2 separate regions of the Sus scrofa genome follow, and region 2 is linked to region 1. Evidence: chromatin contacts called from public HiChIP or PLAC-seq data. All regions are on one chromosome and are shown on one strand. Each heading gives the region's core, a stretch centred on a gene start, on an enhancer-like site or on the middle of the called end of the contact. The rest is flanking DNA. Distances are from core to core; before and after follow the strand shown. Region 1 overlaps LOC102162881 (a long non-coding RNA gene). Region 2 overlaps NXPE3 (NXPE family member 3).

What was found. HiChIP or PLAC-seq counts read pairs in DNA pulled down with a chosen protein or histone mark.
Region 2: a contact with region 1 is called in an H3K27ac HiChIP or PLAC-seq map of alveolar macrophages. The contact joins two enhancer-like sites. A contact is called at or near these places in 2 of 47 Hi-C or Micro-C datasets (liver and skeletal muscle) and 1 of 2 datasets of contacts at active chromatin or transcription factors (alveolar macrophages).

The regions. Positions count from the first base shown.
Region 1 is chr13:157,086,387-157,094,229 of Sscrofa11.1, reverse strand. The region is part of intron 1 of LOC102162881 (a long non-coding RNA gene); the gene reads left to right. Among named protein-coding and RNA genes, the nearest start is that of NFKBIZ, 180 kb to the left of the region's middle. Within about 2 kb of position 2,734, at least 3 of the 83 cell types and tissues checked have an H3K27ac peak or open chromatin away from gene starts, as enhancers often do. A contact at or near this core is called in alveolar macrophages, where this site is marked.
Region 2 is chr13:157,301,433-157,309,275 of Sscrofa11.1, reverse strand. NXPE3 (NXPE family member 3) reads left to right here. Exons shown (of 7, transcript XM_003132693.4): 6 at 5,796-6,002. Among named protein-coding and RNA genes, the nearest start is that of NXPE3, 33 kb to the left of the region's middle. Within about 2 kb of position 3,550, at least 4 of the 83 cell types and tissues checked have an H3K27ac peak or open chromatin away from gene starts, as enhancers often do. A contact at or near this core is called in alveolar macrophages, where this site is marked.

The sequences.
Region 1 (7,843 bases), core at 1,485-3,984:
ATATGACCCCGCAATCCCACTCTTGGGCATCTATCCGGACAAAACTCTACTTAAAAGAGACACGTGCACCCGCATGTTCATTGCAGCACTATTCACAATAGCCAGGACATGGAAACAACCCAAATGTCCATCGACAGATGATTGGATTCGGAAGAAGTGGTATATATACACAATGGAATACTACTCAGCCATAAAAAAGAATGACATAATGCCATTTGCAGCAACATGGATGGAACTAGAGAATCTCATACTGAGTGCAATGAGCCAGAAAGACAAAGACAAATACCATATGATATCACTTATAACTGGAATCTAATATCCATCACAAATGAACATCTCCTCAGAAAAGAAAATCATGGACGTGGAGAAGAGACTTGTGGCTGCCTGATGGGAGGGGGAAGGAGTGGGAGGGATCGGGAGCTTGGGCTTATCAGACACAACTTAGAATAGATTTACAAGGAGATCCTGCTGAATAGCATTGAGAACTATGCCTAGATACTCATATTGCAACAGAAGAAAGGGTGGGGGAAAAATGTAATTGTAATGTATACATGTAAGGATAACCTGACCCCCTTGCTGTACAGTGGGAAAATAAAAAAAAAAAAAAGAAAAAAAAAGAAAAAACAAAAACCAAAACAAACAAAAAAACCCCCATAAAACCCAGTGAAAAATGAAAAAAATATTTGAACAGATGCTTTACCTAAGAAGATTTACAAATGGCAAATGAATACATAAAAAGAGTTTCAGGAATTCCCATTGTGGCTCAGCATGTTAAGGACCTGCTGATTGTGAGGATGCAGGTGTAATCCCTGGCCTCACTCATTGGGTTAAGGATCTGGCATTGCCTTAAGCGGTGATGTAGGTTGCAGATGTGGCTCAGATCTGATATTGCCATGGCTGTGGGAAAGCCCACAGCTGCAGCTCCAATTCCACCCCTGCCCTGGGAACGTCCATATGCTGCAGGTGCAGCTGTAAAGAGGAAAAAAAAAAAAAGAGGTTCAACATCATTCAGGGAGTATAAATTAAGATGACAATAAGATTCCAGTATAAACCTATTAGAATGGCTGACATTAAAATGTATGTAACAAGTGTTGGTAAAGATGTGGAGGAAGTAGAACTCCTTTCCACCTCTGATGGGAGTGTTAAATTATATGGTGCCTTTGGAAGAAGGATTGGTTGGTTGAATAATGGCACCTCAGAGATGTTGATTTCTTAATACCTAGAACCTGTGAGGAGATTTCATGGTAAAGGGACTTTATGGACATGATTGAGTGAATGATTTTAGAGATCCAAGAGATTATACTGGATTATCCAGGTGAGTACAATATAATCACAAATGTCCTTGTAAGGGGAGGAAGGAGGATGAATCAGCAATAGGAAGTGTGATCACAGAAGGAGAAGTTCAATTTCTGAGAAAGAGACCATGAGCCTGGGGAGTGAGTGAATGCAGGCTGGTGGGTAAAAAAGGAAAGAGCAAATTGATTCTCCCTTGAAGTCTCCAGAAGGAACATAGACCGGGCAACATCTTGACTTCTACTACTGGAAGAGATAAATTTGTGTTGTTTTAAAGCATACTTTTTTTTTTTAGGGCCGCACCTGTAGCATATGGAGGTTCCCAGGCTAGGGGTCCAATCGGAGCTACAGCTGCTGGCTTACACTGTAGTCACAGCAACGTCATATCCAAGCTGTGTCTGCACCTACACCACAGCTCACAGCAACGCCAGATCCTTAAACCACTGAGTGAGGCCAGGGATTGAACCCGCCACCTCATGGTTCCTCTTTGGATTCGTTTCCACTGTGCCAGGATGGGAACTCTGTACTCTCTTTCTCTCTTTTGTTTTTTTTTTTGTAGTTTGTTATAGCAGTAATAGGATGGGCAATTCTTAAAATGTTAAACATATATCTAACCTGTAGATAACCTAATTCTTCCTTTCCTAGATATTTATGCAAGAGAAATTAAAACATATGTACATCCAAAAACTTGTATGTCAATATGTACAGAAGTGTTATACATAATAGCTAAAACATGGAAACAGGTCAAATGTCAGAGGTGAATGAATAAACAAATGACAATATATCCAAACAATAGAATGTGGAACTAAGCAATAAAAAAATAATAAACTATTGATAAATACAACATGTATGAATCTCAGAATAATTATGCTTAGTACAAAAGCCAGAAAAAGAGAGTATATACTGTAAAATTCCATTTTAAAAAATTATAGAAAATGCAATCTGATCTACTGTGACTAGTATTTGCTTGGGATGGAAGATAGAGAACAGGGAAGAGTGAAAAGGAAGGTTTATAAAAAGTCATAAGGAAACTTTTGCAGGTGATGGATATTTTCATTGCCTTGATCATGATGATTTCAGAAGAATAAGCATTATTAAAATTTATCCAATTGTATACTTTAAATATAATTTATAATTGTATGGGAATTTTTTCTAAAACAACAACAGTAGCAGCAGCAAAGAGCATATGCCTTATACTCTTGTTGTGAAGCTTAAATGAAATGCTATACATATCACTTCCTCTAACTCCTGGCATGTAGTAAGAACTCAGTAAGTTTTAGCTATTATTATTTTTCACTTTTGAGGATGGAGTGGTAGAGCTATAAATAATTGTGAATTACCAAGGATATTTTGAAATAAATGTCAGGTCTCACTTTCTAGCAGTAGATATTGAGGAGAAAAATGAGGAACAGACTTATTAATATAGCATTTTATTACATATACTGCACAAAGATATGATGCAATCAGGGTGTGGCTCAATGGTGGTCTTTCTATTTTAGAGTAACAGCTGTGAAATCTTTTCTTGTTCTTGGTTTATAAAGTTTGCTTACCAAGTGACAAGGGTTCTATCGTATTTGGGGGGCATATTAGCTGCTTTCCAAATATCTGTCAGATTGAACTGAATTAATTATTTCATCTCTGTAATTCAGGAACTTGAAATTCATGGCCATGTGTACTATGTAAGTTAATTAACCTCAACTCAATTTTGGAGATTCCTTGCCTCAAGATACTTAGTCCTCTGTGATGAAAAATATTTAGTTAGTAATAGACAGGAAGCAGTGACTTAAGAGAAGAACACGCCTGGGGAACTCCAGAAAAGTAGGGGGAAGTGTCTAGAAGAAGTGGGGTTGGGCTGGGCCACAGAGGGCAAGGTACTTCCACTTCCCATGGTTTTCACATGTCCTTTCCTCAATGGAGTAGACTTTTCACCAAACAATAGATATTTGTGTTTTCTTTCTAAGTTCTTGTTCTTGCAGGGTTAGGAGCTGGGTACTTCTAGGTGGCATGACAATTCTTTCTTCTACCTTGTGTCTATCCCTCAAGTTAGTTTGTCTCTAATCATGGAACTGAGCTGGTTGCATGGAACTGTTGGTTCCCTACAGAACATCATCCCAAAGTACAGTTGCTTAATCTTGGTCAAGTTTAACATCTAAGTGAGGTTAGGACTTTAAATTTTAGTCTTCTTCAGGGTAGAGTAAAAGGATTTTCCTATACTGACAACAGCTGGCTATTTTTTAGAGTTCAACTAAAAAATATTTTCTTAAGAGCAAAAATAAAGCAATATGACCTAATCAAACTTACAAGCTTTTGAACAGAAAAGGAAACCATAAAAAAAGAGACAACTTGTGGAATGGGAGAAAGTAATTGCAAACAATGCAACAGACAAGTGCTTAATCTCTAGAACATACAAACAATTCAGACAACCCAACAGCAAAAAAACAAACAACCAACTGAAAAATGGGCAGAAGATCTAAGTGGACATTCTATCTTTTTTTTTTTTTTAGGGCCGCATTTGTGGCATATGGAGGTTCCCAGACTAGGAGATGAATCAGAGCTGTAGACACTGCCTATGCCACAGAAGCAGCAATGCCAGATCTGAGCTGCATCTGTGACCTACACCATAGCTCACAGCAATGCTGGATCCTTAACCCACTGAGTGAGGCCAGGGATCGAACCTGTGTCCTCATGGATGCTAGTCAGATTCGTTTCTGCTGAGCCGCGATAGGAACTCTGACATATCTCCAAAGAATACATGCAGATGGTCAACAGGCACATGAAAAAATGCTTAACACCACTAACTATTAGAGAAATGCAAATTAAAACTACAGTGAGGCACCACCTCACACCAATCAGAATGGCCATCATTAATAAGTCTACAGATAACAAATGCTGGAGAGGGTGTGAGAAAAGGGAACCTTTCTGCACTGTTTGTGGTAATGTAAATTGGCACAACCACTATGGAAAACAGTATGGCGGTACCTCAGAAAACTAAGTATAGAAATACTATATGATCCAGCAGTCCCACTCCTAGGCATCTTTCCAGACAAAACTTTCATTGAAAAAGACACATGCACCCCTATGTTCACTGAAGGACTATTTGCAATAGCCAAGACATGGAAACAACCTAAATGTCCATTGACAGATGAATGGATTCAGAAGATGTGGTACATATACTCAATGGAAAACTATTCAGCCATAAAAAGAACAACATAATGCCTTTTGCAGCACCATGGATAGAACTAGAGATTTTTATACTAAGTGAAATTAAGTCAGAAGGAGAAAGAAAAATACCATATGATTTACTTACATGTGGAATTTAAAGTATGACAGAGATGAATCTATCTACAGAACAGAAACAAACAGACACAGAGAGGAGACTTTTTGTTGCTGAGAGGGAGGGGAGTGGGATGGACAGGGAGTTTGGGTTTTTAGATGCAAACTATTACATTTAGAATGGATAAGAAATTAGGTCCTACTGGGAATTATATCTAATCACTTGTGATAGAATTTGATAGAATATAATTTGAGAAAAAGACTGTATATGTTTGTGTGACTGGGTCACTTTGCTGTATAGCAGAAATTGATAACACATTATAAATCAACTATAATAACAAATAAAAAGAAAAAATTTCTAATTATAAAGGCACTGCAAGGACAGGATATATTTCTTATATATTAACACATGAAAGATGCTCATTATCGTGAATAATCAAGGAAATGCAAATTGGAATCACAGATACCACGACATTGACAAATTTCAGTCTGTCAGTATCAAGGGTGAGTGAGGATATCGAACAAGAACTTTTGTATACTGCAGGTGGGAGTGTATATAAACTGATGGCAACCACTTTTCTTTCTTTCTTTCTTTCTGTCTTTTGTCCTTTTTAGGGCCGAACCTGAGGCATATGGAGGTTCCCAGGCTAGGGGTCTAATCGGAGCTGTAGCTGCCAGCCTACACTACAGCCACAGCAATGCCAGATCTGAGCTGCGTTGCAACCTACACCATAGCCCACAGCAATGCTGGATCCTCAACCCACTGAGCGAGGCCAGGGATTGAACCCGCAACCTCATGGTTCCTAGTCGGATTCATCTTTGCTGCGCCATGACAGAAACTCCTACTTTTATTTTAGATTGAAGTATAGTTAATTTACACAATTAACACAAAAGTAATACAAATTTACAGTGTTGTGTTAGTTTCAGGTATACAGCAAAGTGATTCAGTTATATACGCATGTATTCTTTTTCAGATTCTTTTATAGGTTATAAAATATTGAATATAGGAGTTCCTGTCATGGTGCAGCGGTTAACTAACAAGATAACTTGTTGGTTATCTATTGTATATATAGTAGTGTGAAATATGCATGCATCCCAATGTTCATTGCCAGCACTATTTACAATAGCCAAGGCATGGAAGCAACCCAAATGTCTATCAACAGATGAATGGATTAAGAAGATGCAGTATGTATATGCACAATGTAATATTACTCAGCCATAAAAAAGAATCTCCTTTTGTAGGAGATGTCCTATGCATCCCAGTTGTGCACTCCCTTCTGGTCGCCAGAGCTATATGCTCTGGTTTTGTCCTCTGTTTAGGTTGTGGGTCCTTTTGCTTTGGCAAGCTGACTACTGTGGGCAGTCTGATATGCCTGGCTGGTCTCTGGTCTGATTGGTTGCTAGGCCTTGCCTTGTGTGGAGGTTGCCAGCCATTGGTGGGCACAGTTGGATCATGATGCTGCTGGCTGCAGAGGCCCCAGGGCGGGGTATCCCAGAGGTAGTGCTGGCCCACCAGTAGACAGAGCTGAGTTCTGGAGTGGGTGGTGGCAGATCTGGGGGTCCCAGGTTAGTCTCAGCCTGTTGGTGACCAGGGCCAGTTTCTGACATGGCTGGCTGCAGGGTCTGTGGTGTCCCAAAGCTAGTGCTAGACTGCTGGTGAGTGGGGCTGGGTCAGCCGGATAAGGGGCCTGAGGTGTCTCAGAGCTGGTGCTGGCCTGCTGTTAGGTAGGGCTGGGGAGGAGGGGATCTCAGGGATGGTGCCCACCCACTGATGGGTAAGGCCCAGGCCTAGTGGATTCTGGAACTAGGACTGGCTTACTGGTACATAGATCTAGGTCCCAGGGACCTAACTGCAGGGCTCTGGGGTCCTGAAGTTGTTTTTTTGCCCTGTTGGTGGGCTGGGCCAGTGCCCATAGTTTTTTAGGGCTGTTACCAACCCACTGGTGGGTGAGGCCAGTCCTGGGGCTCATGTTGGCCCATTGATGGGTAGATCTGGGTCCTGGGGTATCTGACTTTGGGGTCCTGGGTGATCTGATGTGAGGGCTAGCACACTGGTGTGTGGGCTGTGGTAGACAAGACTGGGTCCTGGGGTGGCTGTGGGCCCAGGTGGTTTGAAGTCAGCAGGCCTATTCATGGTAGGCCTGTGTCTCAGTGTTAATAAACTACAAGGGGGATTCCAAAATTGTGCCTGTAATTTTTTTTTTTTAGATTTAACATAATACATTTAAAGTGCCATTCATGCATGTCACCTCTGGCAGCAACAGTCCTAACGACACCTGGAATATTTCCTTAAGCACTAGACAGTTAAAAAGAATAGGTGCTGTTCATCAGAGAGGCAAACTATGAAATTGTGCAACAGCAAAACTGTAGAAACATTAAAACACTGACTACCCAACCACAGCACAGAGAGTATCCTCACGGTAGAGTGAGCTCCCCAAAATTATTTTCCATAGCCATCTGGCTCTCCTGAAAGTAAGCCCTGCTGGCCTTCAAAGCCAGATATTTTGGGAGCTCATTTTCCTAATGCAGGACCCTCGGCTGTGGAGCCTGAGGTGGGGCTTGGTTCCCTCGCTTTCTGGGGAGAGCCTCTGCAATTTTAATTATCTTCCCATTTGTGGGTTGCCCACCTGGGGGTGTGGGTGTTCACTGTACCACATCTGTGCCCCTCCTACCATCTCATTGTGTTTCCTTTATATCTTTTATTGTAGAGGCTCTTTTCTGCTAGTCCTCTGGTTTTTGACATAGTTATTCTGTCAGTGGTTATAATTTTGGTGTGCCAGCGGGAGGAGATGATCTCAGGGTCTTCCTACTGTGCCGTTTTTGCCCCTCCCTTGATTGTTTCAAATTCTTAAATTCTGGTTCTCCTGTTGATATTTAAAAGTAGGTGCTATCAAGTACATCAGAGTCACTCTGAGTTTCTACAGAGAGAGAAGAGTTTGTCTTTTTCTCAAAGCATTCCTTCCCACCCAAAACATTTGGAGATTAAGAAACCTCCCCAAAATTTAAATGAAAAAAGTTGATAATATATATTTGTAAGGTATGTGTATGGGATCTTAGACATTGAGAAAGTTTATAAGAAAACAAAACAGCTCTTCTGAGGGTTGATTCTCTTTAAAAATTCAAGTATGATCTTCAAGGTCTTGAGGTAGCTCTGGGTTTACCCTGGCAAGGAGATGGGAAATTTATGGCTGAAGGATGGCTGCTAATGTTGGAGGAGAAGGTGCAGAAAGAAAGGATAACTTGATCCCCTCGCTGTACAGTGGGAAAATAAAATAAA
Region 2 (7,843 bases), core at 2,301-4,800, 210 kb before region 1:
TTTTCCCCCATCTTTCATTCTTTGAGTTATAATTCAATTCAGTTGTTGTTCCAACTGTTCCAGTTTGGCTTCTGGGCGCTTTTGACATGCTTTCATCATTTTAATTAATTAACTCATTTTTTTGAGCACTTCCTTCCTTTCTGACACCACAAGATATGTCAGGCCCATCTTATATTTTCTTTGTTCAGGTCTTGGAAAAGTTCATAGTCTTTCAACTTTTATTATTTCACTTATAAATCTTATATTTTGAAGGTTTTATTTTTCCTATGATATTGCATTACTTATATATTAGTTAATTGATTTTCCTACAAGGTAAAATTGTTCTAAGATGCATATTTAGATCCTGGTGGATTGCTTAAGATTGCTACCCATTGTATGGGTATGATTCCAGTCAAAAGCAAAGAAACACTGCTTTTGATTAGAGTAGACTAGCTCATCACTGGCAAGCATCTGGTCTCTGACAGGCTTTCCCAGTGTCAGAATTACTGCCCAAGTTTTCATAAGCACCTCCATGGCAGTCCTCGCACAATTAGCCTGATGTCTTGATAGCTTCTAACATCAGCAGCTAAACCAGAGTTCATGTTTTGGGGGGAGCTTACTGAAAGTTTAGGATAGGACTAGATCTAATAGCAATAGACTACCAACATCTTTATAGCTTTTTACTGTTTTTCTCTATTGAACCCTATCTTATGTGCAATAGAGCACACAGATCATAAGCATATATTTAGTACGATGGAGTTTTATATCTGTACATAGCTTTGTAGCTTTGTAGGCCGGATTCTAAGGTTACTCCCAGTGATCCATGTCCTTATATAAACCCTTTCCTTCAATTATATGACAAAGCTGACTTTGAAGAAAGAGATTATTCTGTGTTGATTTGACCTAGTCACATAAGCCCAGGACATAATCACAGGGCCCAGATTCTTTCAAAAGAAAGACATTGAAAGAAAGTGTGAGAAAGATTCCACATGACGGAGATTCTTTGTTGCTGGCCTGAAAGATGCAGGAGGCCATGGGGTGAGGAAGGTAGGCAGCTTCTAGGAGCTGAGAGGCATTCCCTGGCTGTCGACCAGCAGGGAAATGAGAAACTCAGTCCTATAACTACAAGGAGCTGAATTTAGCTAATGAATGAGCTTGGAAGCAGATGCCTCTCCAGAGCTTTCAGGAAAGAACACAGCTCTGCTGACATCTGGTGAGATCCTGAGCACAGTCCCCAGCTATACCACACCCCAGACTCCCGACCTACAGAACTATGGGAAGATAAACGTCCTTTATTTTTAAACCATTAGGTTTGTGGTGGTTTTTGACACAGCAGTAGGAAACTAATAAGTTAACTATCACCCAGATCAAGATGTATAATATTTAGAGTACATAGAATATTTCTAGTCTTCAAGTATGGCCCCTTACTGTAAGTTAAAAATGTGCGTCCACACTATTACAGTATTGAATTTTCATAGCAACCCTTCATAATGGCTAGTAGTTTACCCATTTTATAGATAATGAAACCAAGGTCTAGGTCCAGTGAACTTAAAAGAGCAAAGGACTCATATCCTACACATAACACTCACACTCTGTGACCTGCTTTCTTCACCTTTGTAAGATATTTGGATTAGCTATTCTCTAGGCCCCTTTCAATATTCTCTTATTTGATAGCTATTTCTTTTTTTTTTTTTTTTTTTTTTTTTCTATTTCTTTGGGCCGCTCCCGCGGCACATGGAGGTTCCCAGGCTAGGGGTCGAATCGGAGCTGTAGCCACCAGCCTACGCCACAGCCACAGCAACGCGGGATCCGAGCCGCGTCTGCAACCTACACCACAGCTCACGGCAACGCCGGATCGTCAACCCACTGAGCAAGGGCAGGGACCGAACCCGCAACCTCATGGTTCCTAGTCGGATTCGTTAACCACTGCGCCACTACGGGAACTCCTGATAGCTATTTCTACCTTCTATAGCACTTTTAGCTTTCCTCTGTAAAATGCTTAGCTTTGAGGGAAATGAAATTTAAAGAACATGAGCTCCTGTTGTGGCTCAGTGGAAACAAACCTGCCTAGCATCCATGAGGATGCATGTTTGATCCCTGGCCTTGCTCAGTGGGTTAAGGATCTGGCGTTGCCATGAGCTGTGGTATAGGTTGCAGATGTGGTTTGGATCTGGTGTTGCTGTGGCTGTGGTGTAGGCCAGCCCCTGCAGCACTGATTTGACCCCTAGCCTGGGAACCTCCATATGCCATGTAGGCGGCCCTAAAAAAGGGCAAATAAAATAAAATAGAAAGAACAAAATCAAACCCCCCAATTTTTCTTTTTTGGCTGGGCCCACAACATGTAGAAGTTCTGAGGCCAGGGATTGAACCTGAGCCATTGCAATGACAACACCAGATCCTTAACCTGCTGTGCCAGCAGGGTAACTCCTAAGTCCCCAAGGTTTTCTAGAGAGAATTCAAGGGTAAACTCAAACTGCAGCCACTATAATTGTGGTGTGGCACGTGAGAGGGCATGCCCAGACAGTGCAGTGTACTGGCCCCATTCCTGTCTCCCGAGGGTGGCACCCAGGCATTCCTGTGCTCGCCTTCCCTGGTCAGGCAGTTGTCTGCCGCAGTTGTCTTTCTCCATCTTGTCTTTCTTTCCCCTCATGAACCATGTCCTCCCCTTTGAGCTGCTTTTTACTGTTCTTTCTTCTCCACCTAATTCCGTGCCAGAAAATTAAGGGACCTGTGTTCGCACATGTGCACACACCTCCCACCCTTAATTCACATGGTGTCCTCACCTGGCTCTTTCTAGATCACTTAGGGAAACTTATCTCTGCCTTTTCTCTCTCATTTTGTTCCATGTGTGGTCCAGATAGCCCTCATTATGGCTGGTGGATGACATGGGATGATGTTCTTTGGAGGAAAATGTAAGCTGCGGGCTTTTATTTATTTTGCTTTTTAGGGCCAAACCCATGGCATATGGAAGTTCCCAGGATAGGGGTTGAATCAGAGCTACAGCTGCCAGCCTATGCCACAGCCACAGCCTACGCCACAGCCACGCAGATCTGAGCTGTGTCTGTGACCTACACCACAGCTCAAGGCAACGCCAGATCCTTAACCCACTGAGCAAGACCAGGAATCAAACCCACGTCCTCATGGATACTAGTTGGATTCCTTTCCCCTGAGCCACGATGGGAACTCCCAGCTGCGGGCTTTTAAAGAGAAGCCAGAACATTTTAGAGAAGCAGGGGCCTTACTTACAAATAATCAAAACTGTCCCTCCTGATTTTGCATAAAAATCTTGATATCTGCTCTTACAACCACCTCTGTAAACTTCCTTCACCATCAGTGTTCAAGATAACCATAAAACTGAGTAATGACTCATTTTTGTTTTTAATTATTTTTATTCCACATGTAAGTTAAGGGTTATATAATGGATTTAAGGGGCTTTCATATCTCAAGTATCTTACGTGAAAATGTATTCTGAGTTCCAAGAAACAATGACTTTCTAAACAACCTCAGACTGCTTAAAAATCCTAGTAATCAGAGAATGTTTTCTCCCAGTTGACCATAAGAGGGCAATGTAGGTACACATATTTCACTTTAAAACTATGCTATTATCTAACGTTGCCTGTTTAAAGAATTAATGTCAGGTTCAGTAATTGATTTGCTTTGCTTGACTTAACTCTGGTAGTAAATACAATTAACATTTGAATGGAAATGGTAATTGTTTCCTGTGTTATATACATGTTTCTTTATAATACTTATTTAGCACGGAATAGTTGAGTCTTAACTGTGGTAAAAATTATAACTTCAAAATCACTTTTAATTCCCATTCCAGTAAATGTTTTCTTTGGGCTGCAGGTGTGTGCTCTGTGGCCTTGATGTGCTGATATAATGAGCTTCGGGCAAGGTGTGATGACATGGTAAAACCACACTTGGTCACATGTTGAGAAATTGTTTTTGAATAAGCCAAACAAATGCTTACTCTAACCCCCCTCCCATTTTTCTTTGATAAATTTTGATTAAATGCCATAAAAGCTCTCAAAATGCTGTTTACTTTTCAGTTTAGACCCCAAATCTGCAAAGAACTAGCAGATACCTATGAAAAAAACATTAAATATGCACTGTCTGTCAAATAGGGGATCGTCTTTGAAGGGAGTACAACCGAAATAATTTTGACTAATACAGATAATATCAAGAAGTCAAAGAAGTTGAAAATAGTCACAAATAGGAGACTCAGTTAAATTTAAATTTCTGAGTCATGACCTTTTGGATTTTGTGAGCCACGCGGGAAGTCCAAGAGCTTTTGGATTTTGAATTGTAGTTTAACAGGTGAGACTATAGAATTACTGGATTATGATCAAGGCTTGAACCTTGGGGTGTGTAAGGAAGTGACATAAAATGACTGGTGGTTTCTTGAAGACTGTAGATTTGAATAAGTGTTAGAAATGAATAAATGTACACTTTCAGGAAAAAAGCCAAAAAGAGAATGGTCAGTCTCTACAAGCACCTCTTTTTGAGAGGCGATGTAGCCTAGTGATTGAGAGCGTGGGCTGGGGGCTCACCTGCATGGATTAGATCCTGGCTTTACCACCTACCAGCTCTAGGGCTGAGGACCAGTTCCTTAACTATTTTGAAAGGTAGGAATAATAATAGGACCTACCTTAAAGGGTTATCATGAGCATCATATGAGATGATATATTTAATTGCTCAGAACAGTGTCTGGTACACAGTAACTTGCGAGAAATATTAGGCATCCCTGTTTGGTGTGAAGCATGTAAAGCGTGCTGTTTTCTCAGTGGCATTTTCTGAGGGAGGTGTTGGGGCAGAAGGGCGTTGACTCTCCCTCTGGAAAGGTGTCCTGGGCTTGTGTTATCCTGTGTAGCTAGGCTACAAGCATGAGTACACACTGCTGGTGCAATTTTAATATCGTTTATTGTGCATAACGACTTTTAAACCTTTTGTGTTATGGGGAGTAATTCTTTAGACTGTATGTCATTGGTTTGTTTTCTGTAGTTAGTGGTGGTTTTATGAGTTACTATTTGACTGGAGGATCCATGGGTTGAAACTTTCTGTTTAAGGTTGAAACACAGTAAACTAATATTACTATGTTTATGTAAAGCATGAATTTAAGTTCTTACTTACCTCATAGGCATTTGGATGAGAAGCTTTTCTCCTGTTCTGAGATAATGCTGGACAATGCTTAGATCTGCATATTTCCTTGGTTTTTGCCTGCCTTTATCTTTGGCTTTGATTAAAACATGCATAATTAGAGGGAATGCTCAACGTCCCCTTTTCCCCTTCTATCCACAAACACCCTCACACCCATTTCAGATCTTCCTATTTTTGTGCAAAGGAGAACTTTTTGTGGGAGGGGGAAAGTCTGGGATTTCTTTGAGATATGATGGCAGTAAATATTACCCATAGCCAACAGGCTAACAAACATAGGGACATAATTGTGTTTCTTAGAATGTTTGTATATAAGTATGTATGTATGTATGTATGTATGTATGTATGTATTTAGTCTTTTGTCTATTTAGGGCCACACCCGAGGCATGTGGAAATTCCCAGGACAGGGGTTGACTCAGAGCTGTAGCCATATAGCCATAGCAATTAGGGATCCCAGCCGCGTCTGCAACCTACACCCCAGCTCACGGCAACGCTAGATCCTTAACCCACCGAGCAAGGCCAGGGATCAAACCTGCCTTCTCATGGATACTAGTCAGGTTTGTTAACCACTGAGCCACGATGGGAACTCCTCTTGGAATGTTTTAAATATATGGTTTGTGGGAGGAGAATTTCAGAATATCTTTTTTTTTCCCCTCCAGAAATGAACAGCCTAGAACTATCTCAAGGCTTAGGAACTTTTCCTTCTGGGTATTATTATAAAGATCAATGGAGGCCCAGAAAGTTTAAAATGCGCCAGTTTAATGACCCTGACAACATTACAGAATGCTTACAGAGAAAAGTGGTGTATTTATTTGGTGACTCGACAATCAGACAATGGTTTGAATATCTCACTACATTTGTTCCAGGTGAGTACTTTGCTCTTTGTTTCCTAACTCATTCCTATATACACAAAATCAGTTTTGAATAGGCAGACCAGTCCAGTGCCCAAAGAGAGGCATCACATGAGGAGGCAGTTACTTCTCTGCAGGGCCCAAGAGGTATCCTAAGCCTGGAGAGATGAGTGAGAGTTTCTCATCAGTGGTGGGGTTGTGATGCATTGATGAAAGCTCTGGGTGCTCGTTGGAGTTCATACTGCTGATTAGCTGTGTGACCCTGGACAAATCATCTACTTCTCAGGACTTCATTTCTCCAAGTGTGAGCTGAGGCAGCTGGATGTTGTCACCTCAGAGGTGTCTGTCATTTTTGACATTCTGGGCTGCGAAATAGAAGTGAATGTTTCCAGTTGTCTTTTTCTAGTTCTGTTTGGTCCAACTCCAAGGTTACAATAGATTTAGCTGGAAGGAGGCAGCCAAATGGTAGTCTGTTTTAAAACACCCTTGCAGCGGATGGAGCCATCCTTGGTCGTAGGCCCTGAGATGGACCTGGCCCCTGCTGGGGGAGTCGGGTCAGTCCTAGCCTTCTTAGCTTCCTGGTCTCACTGCTGGGCTCTGGGGTAGCTCTTCAGATTCAGATAAAATCCCCGCTCATGGCAGGCCCATCTCTCATTCCATGATCCCAGAAGGACTGTGGGTGGGGTGAGGGGTGGCGGTGGATCCAGGGCAACAGAACTGTTGACCCTGACCAGAGCGGAAGAGCTGATGAATAGCTCTGTGGGAATGGTTTTTGATGGCTTTCATAAAGCAAATTCCCACAGTTTAAGTTGTTGTGTGTGATGTTTTTCTTTTTGCTCTTTTATTACATCAATTTAATTTCAAGTTTAATTTTTAGGAGGAAAGGAGGAAGTAGATATGACCTCCTAAAGGTAGAATGTTAATTCCATTTTTGTTTGGCTTGTTTTTTTTTAATTTTAGTTTTTTATTTTTTAGGGCCACACCCTCAGCATATGGAAGTTCCCAGGCTGGGGGTTGAATTGGAGCTGCAGCTGCCAGCTTACACCACAGCCACAGCAACACTGAGCAGCGTCTGTGACCTATACCACAGCTCACGGCAATGAGTGCCAGATCCTTAACTCACTGAGCAGGGCCAGGAATTGAACCTGCCTCCTTATGGTACTAGTCTGGTTCATTACCACTGAGTCACAAACGGAACCCCTTGTAGTTGCTTGACTCCCAAATTCTAATGATGTAGCTCCGTATTTCCTTTCATAGCAGTGATCACATTGAGTGTCTTCATCATTTTCCACCATAGCCTTTTCAGACAGATTTTCACCTGTAAAGCCTTGTATCAGTGCTTGATCTTCTTTTTTTTTTCCTTTTTAAAAAATGAAAGTATAGTTGATTTACAGTGTTGTGCATATTTCTGCCACACAGCAAAGTGACCCAGTCATATATGTATATATACACTCTTTTTCTCATATCATATCCAATCCTGTTCTATCCCAAGAGATTGGACACAGTTTCTTGTACTATGCTATAGGACTTCATTACCCATGCATTCTAAATAAATAGTTTGCATCTACTAGCCCCAGACTCCCAGTTGGTGCTTCATCTTAATCAAAAGAAAGATTGGTGGGTTGGGCTTTTATTCAGTTAAGTGGGGCCAAATGCTAAGTAGTAATGAAATGAACTACATATGAGAATCTGGAAGAGGAGCCTGGGACTGAATGGAGAAAAAACAAAACCTTAACTTGAACCCTTAAGAGTAAATAAGATGGGACAGTTATAGTTTGATATTACTTCGTTAGAAATGACTATCACTCCTTGAGAGATGAGTGCTGTGGCTTACCCATCTGAGCATTGCTGGCTTA